Regions from separate parts of the Zea mays genome. Here region 1 is linked to region 2. Evidence: chromatin contacts called from public Hi-C data. All regions are on one chromosome and are shown on one strand. The core of a region is the stretch at or near the end of the contact, and the rest is flanking DNA. Distances in the headings are between cores, read along the strand shown.

Evidence for each region. Hi-C and Micro-C count contacts between places; a contact is called where the count stands out from the background.
Region 1: a Hi-C map of ear shows a contact between it and region 2, with 1.6 times the contacts expected there. The contact joins the promoter of LOC100383706 here to the promoter of LOC542548 in region 2. A contact is called at or near these places in 2 of 25 Hi-C or Micro-C datasets (ear and leaf).

Annotation. Positions count from the first base shown.
Region 1 is chr9:115,672,419-115,677,024 of Zm-B73-REFERENCE-NAM-5.0, reverse strand. LOC100383706 reads right to left here and starts at 2,470. Exons shown (of 10, transcript NM_001176343.1): 1 at 2,351-2,470; 2 at 1,205-1,389; 3 at 571-644; 4 at 332-386. The coding sequence starts at 1,384.
Region 2 is chr9:115,464,558-115,469,273 of Zm-B73-REFERENCE-NAM-5.0, reverse strand. LOC542548 (phosphatidylinositol synthase) reads left to right here and starts at 2,542. Exons shown (of 11, transcript NM_001112089.2): 1 at 2,542-2,723; 2 at 3,266-3,417; 3 at 3,824-3,908; 4 at 3,990-4,039; 5 at 4,280-4,319; 6 at 4,422-4,466; 7 at 4,549-4,614. The coding sequence starts at 3,381. It overlaps LOC100193995 (oligomeric Golgi complex component-related protein), which reads left to right. Exons shown (of 10, transcript NM_001352022.1): 9 at 1-27; 10 at 208-684. The coding sequence ends at 486.

The DNA of each region.
Region 1 (4,606 bases), core at 1,221-3,720, 210 kb before region 2:
TTAGATTTGTGATACCATGTTAGAGGAGGTATTGTTTGAGAATAAAATTATATTGCATTGAGCCCCATGAGCTGATTATATAAAGTGCATAGAACTAAGACCCTATGTTAGTATGCAATGTGGTACAATCATATCTATCTATATATACATTGTTGGGTGAGCCCAAACCAACTATAGTTATAAGGCCCAGTAGGGTTGTACGGCTAATTCTAACATAATTGTCAAGCAAAAGCTAGCAAAACCACGTGCTAATTCCAAACAGCCCTGGTGATGTGGCATAGTATTTTAAATAAATGAATTATTAATTTACACTAAGTACTTGTAAATAAACCTGACAATTCCCATCCCCCTCTATCTGAAATTCAGCTAGACCATAAGTGCCCAACCTGTCAAAAGAAAGGTGATGGTAAGTGAAATTAACATAAACGTTAAAACAATAAAAGAAAGCACAGTAACCCTCATATTCATTTTTTGACCAAAATATGTAAATTTCCAATCTCTACAGGACTAACTGTAACAATCTAGCTTTTTGTGTTGTATTTATGTGTGAGATTGAGAAATGTTTTTTACCTTTCCAGCAATCGTTCGTGGTCCAGTGTTGCATTACCAACATTGGGGATTTTTCCATTAACTCGGGGAGTATACTGCAAAAGGAGAGTGCACTAATTGATCATAAAACTTGTTACTGCAAAATAAAGTAAACTATAGAGTTACAGTATGATTGACAGTTTAACAACGCATACTACAACACTAGATCAATTACTTTGACCAGCAAGATTGATTTAGCACACTTGCCAAAATTGATCACTGTTGACTTCTTTCACGACATATTTTTTCATCGGACACACAAGAGAGCTGCATAACTTTATATTATAGCGAGGTGTGTATCTATTCCCAAACGACATGCTATATTGTTTTTCTTATATATTTCATTAATAGTAAAACACTTTCAAGCACAAAACTAACAGTACCACTTTTGTATCACATAAACCTTTATATCATTTGAAAATAGTTTACTAAAAGTAATCTACTAGTTTGATCAGGGCACCTTAGCAAAAAAACAACAGATGGGGTATCGAGTACTATGCTGAAGAAAGTTATGTTCAATTGGGAAACAATTCAGATGCAGATTATACATAAGTTTTAAAATGGAAATAAGAGGAAAACTGCATTAAGAATAAAACATCAAGTGGCTCTGGATTACCGGGATTGACCCCAAATGGGACAGGCGCTTCCCAAGACTATGTCCACTGGTGCTATTTGCTTGGGCAAGGAGGCTACCAATGGTGACGCTTCGGACAGGTGCTTCCTCCTCGCTCTCTTGAGTACTGCTGCTGATGCTTGAGCTAGAGCTTTTACTAGCGTGGTCCTGCTGTCCAGACATGCTTTCTCCAAATGAACATTGACAATATCTCAGACCAACAATAGGCTTCAGATGAACCAAGTAGCAGCTTAGTTTAATAGTCAAGCAATATGCATTTGCATGATGGCAGGAGATACTAGGGGGGGAAAAGGTCATAGCCCATGTGAGAACGACCGCGGCCAGGACCTTAGTTTTGTGCTTTGGCATTTGACAGACGAGGGGATTTAGGAGTGCTACTCAGACCATCTGAACAACTCGGGTAGAGGTCTTATCGCATTACTTCATGAGTTCCACGGAGAATGCTTGATGGGATTATCTGGAGATTATATTCCAATCCAAACAAGAAGGCAACAATACAGCAGTATAGCAAAATGAGGGTCCTCAACTCACTCATCAGCCTGCATAACTGTGTCCGATAGTTACAGACATTTCCAGTTCCCGATGCCCTAAAGCTTCGTTTTTACAGGATCGAAGGAACATTGCATTTCCATGGATGTTTATCAAGGTATCGAACTGAGCAATAACCAATAAACAAACAAGAGACCAAATGGATAGCTACGAACACACTTGTCTTAGCAATCCCAGTATCCGAGAGCCCAAGTATTCCACCCAACAACCTCACTCGTCTAATAACTAATATTACGATAATTTAATTAACCAGTCGACAGTCGGATCTTGGATTAATCGACATAAAAAGTGGGGGAAAGATGTTCTTCTTTCTAGATGTCAGTTAGAGCTAAGAACCAACTATCACTCTATCAGGCGATCTTAACTCTTCACTAGAAATCCTTCAGAAGGAAGTTCAACGGGGAAGCTATTAATCGCGAAGAACTCTACCAGGAACAGTAATCAAGTGAAGAAGTCACCCCAAGAAACAGGCAAGAAGCAGGACCTCACTAAACGGAGACACGCTACTTATGCAGCCGAGTCGCGATCGCCAGAGAACCCAACTGCGAATCGGATGAACGAACTGAGGAGGGAACTTACTAGCTTGACGGATCGAGGCCGCGGTGCTCGCGACAAGCGGCGCTCGAGTTGCGCAGGCAGCAGCTCACTCTCCCGGTGGGGCGCCGGAACCAAGAAAGAGAAACGTCACCTTTCTTTTTGCTGTCGGGCTCAATTCTTGCGAAAATGGTAGTCACGCCCTTAAGTCAGCCACATTTTCGTAAACACCCACGAGAGTATAGATATGCCGATCTAGTAGAGTTCCCAGCTTCTCCATTATTTAGAAATAATATAGCAAAACATTGATGGTTACTCAAATTATGTATGAGAACTCGAGTAGAAGTTGCACTCTTGGATTTGGGGATTGGAAACGATTAAATCTTCTTTTATATAAATTTGAATAAGATGTGATTTAATTCCATTCAATTCCTCTCAATTTATCTTAAACCGAACAAATCTTTAATAGTTACTTAGCTTATGACCCGTTCAATTTTCAAGAGAAAGGTAGACAAACTTCGTTAATTAGCTGAATTGGGCTTATCCTATCTTATGTTATGCATCCTGCTTTAACCTATTCACCACAAATATGTGCGTGTGTATAGAAGATTCAAAAATATGCATTGAGAAAAATTACAAGAAAGAAAATTAGCTAGATGAATGCACTAAGCAAATCTATCATAAACTTCACACGATAAAGTAGAATACATAGTAAAGATATATTTGATATAAGAGTTAATTGCTAGCTAGCTAAAAATATCCCTAGTATATCTAAATACAAGAGCTAATAGGTGAACTAATTTTTTAGCCAAGTCTTCAACTACTAACTTCGTCTCAAATTATAATATATTTTAAACTTTTCAAGAGTCAAAGTATTTCAAGTTTGAATAAAATTATATAATTAAATAATAACATTTATGATACCAACTAAGTATTATTGGTAATATACTCGATGTTATGGTATGATTATCTGTATAATTTTGGTCAAACTTAAAATGTTTTGACTCTTCAAAAAGTTAGAATATTTTTTTGAAATAGAGGAAGTAGTTGGCCAACTAGCTAGCCAATCTTAGCAAGTATAGTCTATTTTTAAGCCCAACTAACAACTAACCCTAGCTCATCTAAACATACCTAAGATAAGCAACAATTGAAAACCTCATCGTGGAAGTAAAGAGAGGACAATAGACAATCAATTTTTTCCATGATATCAAATAGTTGCCACTATCCTTTAATCTATGATGTAGTCCACTAAAGGTTGAACTACCTCGAGTCACCAAGGCTCAAGATTTACTAGAAATACTTGTTCTCTACTCTATATTGATGGGTTTCAAACCAAAAACACCTCTCTAGCATCTCACAAATAAGATATCCACACTAGGTTACCTAGTTCAACAAGATCATTTAGGTGCTAAAACACTAAGAATAGCAAGTATTTGGTTTTCACTTGATTAAGAACCCAAGACAAGAGCACAAAGATGCACAACTAATATCCCTCCTCGTGACTTGAACTATCTTAATACCTTTCAAAATCCTTCGTATGTTTATAGAATTAACTAAATAGAAGGTAGCTTAAAGTCAGTTATTGAACACACATTTATAGCCCAAGATTGAGGCCCTTAATAATATCCTTCATGCATCAAATTTTGCTCTTGACTCTAACTCTCACTCAAGATACCAATCTTGCCTCCTTAATAATATGGCAAAAAAAACCTAATGCTAAGTTTAAGTGCCTTTAACACCAAATTGCACTTAAACACTATTGTGTTCTTAACCTTCAAGAATATCATTTTGCTATACAAAGAATCCAATTGTCTGGGATGAGAAAACCAAGTATATTTTAACGTGACTAATCATTTATTTTGACCATTGCAAAACAAATTTAGGCACATGCACATATGTCCATCAGTTGCCAAAACACACACTAGGAACCTTGAGCATTGTGTTTTCTAGATAATAAAGACTTATTCCATCTTTTTCACTTCACCTACCAATATAAGCTTAGTTCTCCTATCAAACAATTTAAAAAGTAAGATATTTCCCCTCTTTTATGAAAAAACAAAAGAGGCATATTAACTAGGAAAGATAGAATTAGTTCATGATTAAGATAATGCACAAAAATATGTTCTAAAAAAGGCATGTTTTAGCGTTATATGCAAATAGAGAATTTTTAACATTACAACAAAATTGTAGACATGGAATTGTCTCACACTCCTACCTTATACTAGGGTTGTAAAAAAAGCTCGGGGCCACATCACTCTTATCATGTTCTTGTTGTCTGGATCCGAGTCCATTGTCCGATTT
Region 2 (4,716 bases), core at 1,293-3,792:
TTCTTTGCCACCGAGTGGATTTTTAAGGTAATAAACGCGAAATCTTTCTACACGTATGCAAAAGGTCACTTGCACATCATGTAGGAAGATACGATTGAATAGAAGGCTATTTCGAATCTTCCCATGTTTTAATCATAATTCATAGCACCACTTCTGTTGATGTTGGAACATTCAGTCTTGATTATCATCTCTGCTTCCATGTACCAGGTCGCCGAAGGTGCCACTGCTTTGTTCATGGAGCAGCTCCGAGGAATCCACTACATCACCGACCGAGGTTCACAGCAGCTCGCTGCTGACATTGAGTACCTAAACAATGTCCTCTCTGCGCTCTCGATGCCAATCCCTCCATTCCTGTCTACCTTCCACGCCTGCGTCTCCACCCCGAGGGACCAGGTCCGTGATCTGATCAAATCTGATGGTGCAAGCCAGCTCGACCTCCCTACTACCCATCTGGTCTGCAAGATCCGGCGGATCACATTAGATTAGTGAAATCGTCCTAACTTCTCCCCCTTTCCATGAGGTTTACCTCTGTAAAAGCATGCATTACCGCACGCTTCTGCGATCGTATGTTTGGCATGCGGGCTTGTAGCTTGTTGCTTCACCTTTTTTTTCTTGCCTTGTAACCGTACTGCTGGCACATAGTGAGAATAATCCTATATAGAATAATTCATTACTTGGAGCCTATATTGATTGCACGATTTTCTATTACAAACCTAGGGGAAAGAATGAGGATCAGCTTTATAAGCTCGTCAGAATTGGATGGATCATAGGGTGCATTTGGCAGGTTTCTCGTAAAAACATTTTGCATCCAGATTAGATTTTGCATTGGGTAGTTCGCTGGAAGTTTGAAGCTAGAACTAAATGAGAAACTATATTACGTTTGTTTCTAGTGTACAAATGATAATCGGTTCCAAATAATCATCCTCGAAACGTTTGTCTCCTTTGCGGTGTTTGACAGTAATTTTGTTGAAAAACTAAAATGTTTCTCGCTGCTAGCACCAAGCGTCAAAATCTTTTCAGATTCTACCAAATATTTTACTAATAGATTCCACTAGATATTTTTATTTAACGTTATAATATGTAGTAAAAGATTGAGGCATGTAATATTGGTTTAGGGTTTTTACATTACTTTTAGTGCACTAGTTTAAATAATATTTTGTCATAACAAAATCGAGGACATATCCTGTGCAATCACTCATTTTGGTGCAAGCGTGCAATCAAACTATCCAGAGCATCCAGTCTAGATGCAACGGTTTTATATGGAAGTGGTTAAATGTAAAATAGACACTAGGTTTCAGGTGGAAGGGGTTAAATGTAAAATAACAGTTATCATTATATCTAGATCGGATGTACCAGATCGCTTGATTGCATGCTTGCACCAGGATAAGTGATTGCATAGGATATTTTCCCAACAAAATCCTAATGACTTATACTTAGAGATGGCCAAATGGCCGCCCGACCCGTTTTGGGCCCGGCTCGCTAGGCACGGTTAGAAAACCGGGCCAGACTGTCTAAGCCCGTGGGCTCGTTTCCCTGTCCGAGCACGGCCCGCTATGAGCCTAAACGGGTCGGACCGACCCGGTAAGCACGAAAAAAGCAGACCAAAAACAGGTCGGTAAGTACGATTTAGTGTAAAAAGGCGGGCTTGACGGGTTTAAAGGTAAACGGGTCGTGCCGAGCTAGCCCACCGTGCTTAGTTTCCTGTCGGGGTCCGGCCCGCTTATTTGTGCCGGGCTGGTCCGGGCCCGTATAAATGCGGGCTGGACCGGGCTCGTACCAGACCAAAAAAACATGCTTCAGACCGAGCTTTCGTGTTTTCTGTACATCTATACTTATACCCTCTCAATTTTAAATTATAAAGCATTTTTAATTTTTAGGGTCAAATTATGTTGATATAGTGTACATCTAAATGTATAGAAAAATGGTGAATCTAAAAGGGTCAAATTATCTTATAGTTTGGAAGGGAGTAATGTTAACATCAATTATATTTTTTTGGTGTTTGCCCTTAAATACTACATTCAAAAGGAAAATGTGGTAGCTTTAAAACAAAATGTTCCAACTTAAGATTTTTTCTTAAAATAAAACAATGTTCTACTTCTTGAAGGAACACATTATAGTTTCACTAGCAAAATGATGCAGCTCATGACCAAAACATTCCATGCTAAAAGGAAATTTATACCACCATTATGAGTAAACTTTTTCCAAATTCTCGAGAAAAACATTCTACAGGCACAAGAAAAATGTTACATATTTAATAGAAAAGTCTTATGACATATTTATGTGAAATGAAAAGATTCTAAGTTAGTTAGAGCACAACTTTTAAAAGACTGACAAAAAAAAATTACCACTAGGGCAATGGGAAAAAAAGCTTCAATTGTGGATAAAAAAGAAATGATTTTTATGAGGCAGGACTTATAATAATAAAATTAGGTACAAGCGGAATAAAAACCGAAAAAAAACGTGTCATGGCAATAGAATGAAAAAAGAACGAGAGATACAAAAAAGAGAAGTCGTGCGTTCACACCCTGTTTGCCGTTTTCTCCCTTTACACGCTCGATTCCCCCCGCCGTTTCCACGGGGGCCAGGTGCCTGCATTACTGGGTCCGGGCCTAGCGTCAGCGCAACCGAACACGCCGGCGACCGCTGCCGCCCTTCTCCCAGCTGCCCAGGTCTTCGTCGGGCCCTTTGCCTGCGGCGTCGGCGACGAGCGCCTGCCACACCAGGTATGCCTGCCCCTTCTCTTCCCTTCTGTGCAAAATGTGCACCTGAACCCTAATTTAACCTATTTGGCTATCTGTATTCGGATCAGATCTGATAACCACTAGGTATGTTTATGTATTGTGCCTACTAATAGCTTGTTTTTTTTGGCAAAAACTATCGGGTCTACGTGTTGTATTGGCTCCGCCGAACTCCATGATGCAAAAACTAGGCATATTACAGGCTTAAATATGATATCGGATGCTTCTAGATTTATATACTAGCAAAGAAGCAAATGCTTTAATCATGCCTAGTTCAAGCTTTATTTGCCACAATTCAGATATTTTGCCACCGTAGTCATCTGTACTGCTATGGGCAAAAAATAAATGTTTGCTTTCATCTCCTCTTTTGGAAAACCAGCGATTATGTTGATATTTCATTGGGACATATAAATACGAGTTTTTTTAGTTTGTAAAAGGTACAAGGGTTATACTAACACTGTACTTGATTTTCTTGTAAAAACTTTGTTTTTTTGGATCAATATATAAACGATATACTCATCTGACAGGAATCCCGTTAAGTTTATTTATGCTCACCAATTTAAGGGCAGAACTTACGGACCTCAAGCTCTTGGTTACTCCTGATCTTCTCTAGGCGACTAGGCACAATTGCCCTCTGGCAAAATGCCATCAGTTTATCTTTACATCCCTAACATTATCGGTACGCCTCTGGATGGTTATCTATTGACATTCTATTTTGCTGTTCCAAAACCTATTATATAATATTTATATTTTTTTTGTTACTTATATCTCAAAGTCTGGATAATTGTACTAATGAGTAATGATTCGTGCAACTGGAAACATTGCCTACTTTCTGTCATTGATTTTGTACTTCATTCTAGTTATGTTGCCAGTTTGCTATGCAGTGCAGAAGCAACATCCACATACTGCGTTTTAGTTTTGTTGCCACTTTGCTGCCCAAGTATAGCTACATAAATGGAACCATAAATTTAGTAGAGGACACATAGTTTAACCAACGAGACAATATGTTTATCTACTGCTTTTAGCATGAATGAAAAACAGAAGCCTATGTGACTAAAATTCCAAGAATTGTCATTATCACACAGGGTATTTTAGGATCATCATAAATTTCATTGCATTTGCGGTTTGCTATTCCAACAAGGCTCTCTTTGCTATCCTGTACTTCATCAGGTGAGCGTCTTATATCTGCAAACTTCTTGAGGTTGCCAATGATTTATGTATATTGTTCTAACATCTTTACAAACATGCTAGCTTTGTCCTTGATGGTGTGGATGGTTGGTTTGCAAGGAAGTTCAATCAAGGTAATAATTCACATTCTCCCTGTTTTCAAGTCATGTAGCCTGTCATTATGTGAAGAAGGTTAATACCCATCTTTGCTATAATGAAATTTCCTTGCATTGTGTGCTGGAGACCAACTTTCAAATGGTTATGTGTAAAGATTGATCTCAGCTAAATCTCTTTTTCCTTTTTTCCACACAGTATATAAGCTATCTGTTAAGTTATAACATTATCTGATCAGTTTATTTCATTCTATGAATCAGCATCAACCTTTGGAGCTGTGTTAGACATGGTTACAGATAGGTACTCCTTGAATGAATCTTTAAACTCTGGATATGCAGGGTGAATACATTATAGTATTCTACAGACTGAAATAATTTTACAGCTCACATTGTTTTTCTTCAGGGTTAGCACTGCTTGTTTGTTGGCCCTTCTCTCCCAGTTTTACAGGTATCAAAAGCAGAAGAGCTTGTATTGATTTGTCTTGTATCTCAATGTCTAGTACAAATCCTAATTGCAAGCATTGTTACAGACCTGGTTTAGTCTTCTTGATATTGCTTGGATTGGATATTACGAGCCACTGGTTTCAAATGTACAGGTCAGTTTCCTCTACCATTTTGTTCAGTTTTTGCAAGTTCCCAGTTTGTTTTCTAGTCAGCACCTAATCCTGTTCTTTAGGTAGTCAAGGCAACAGAATTAA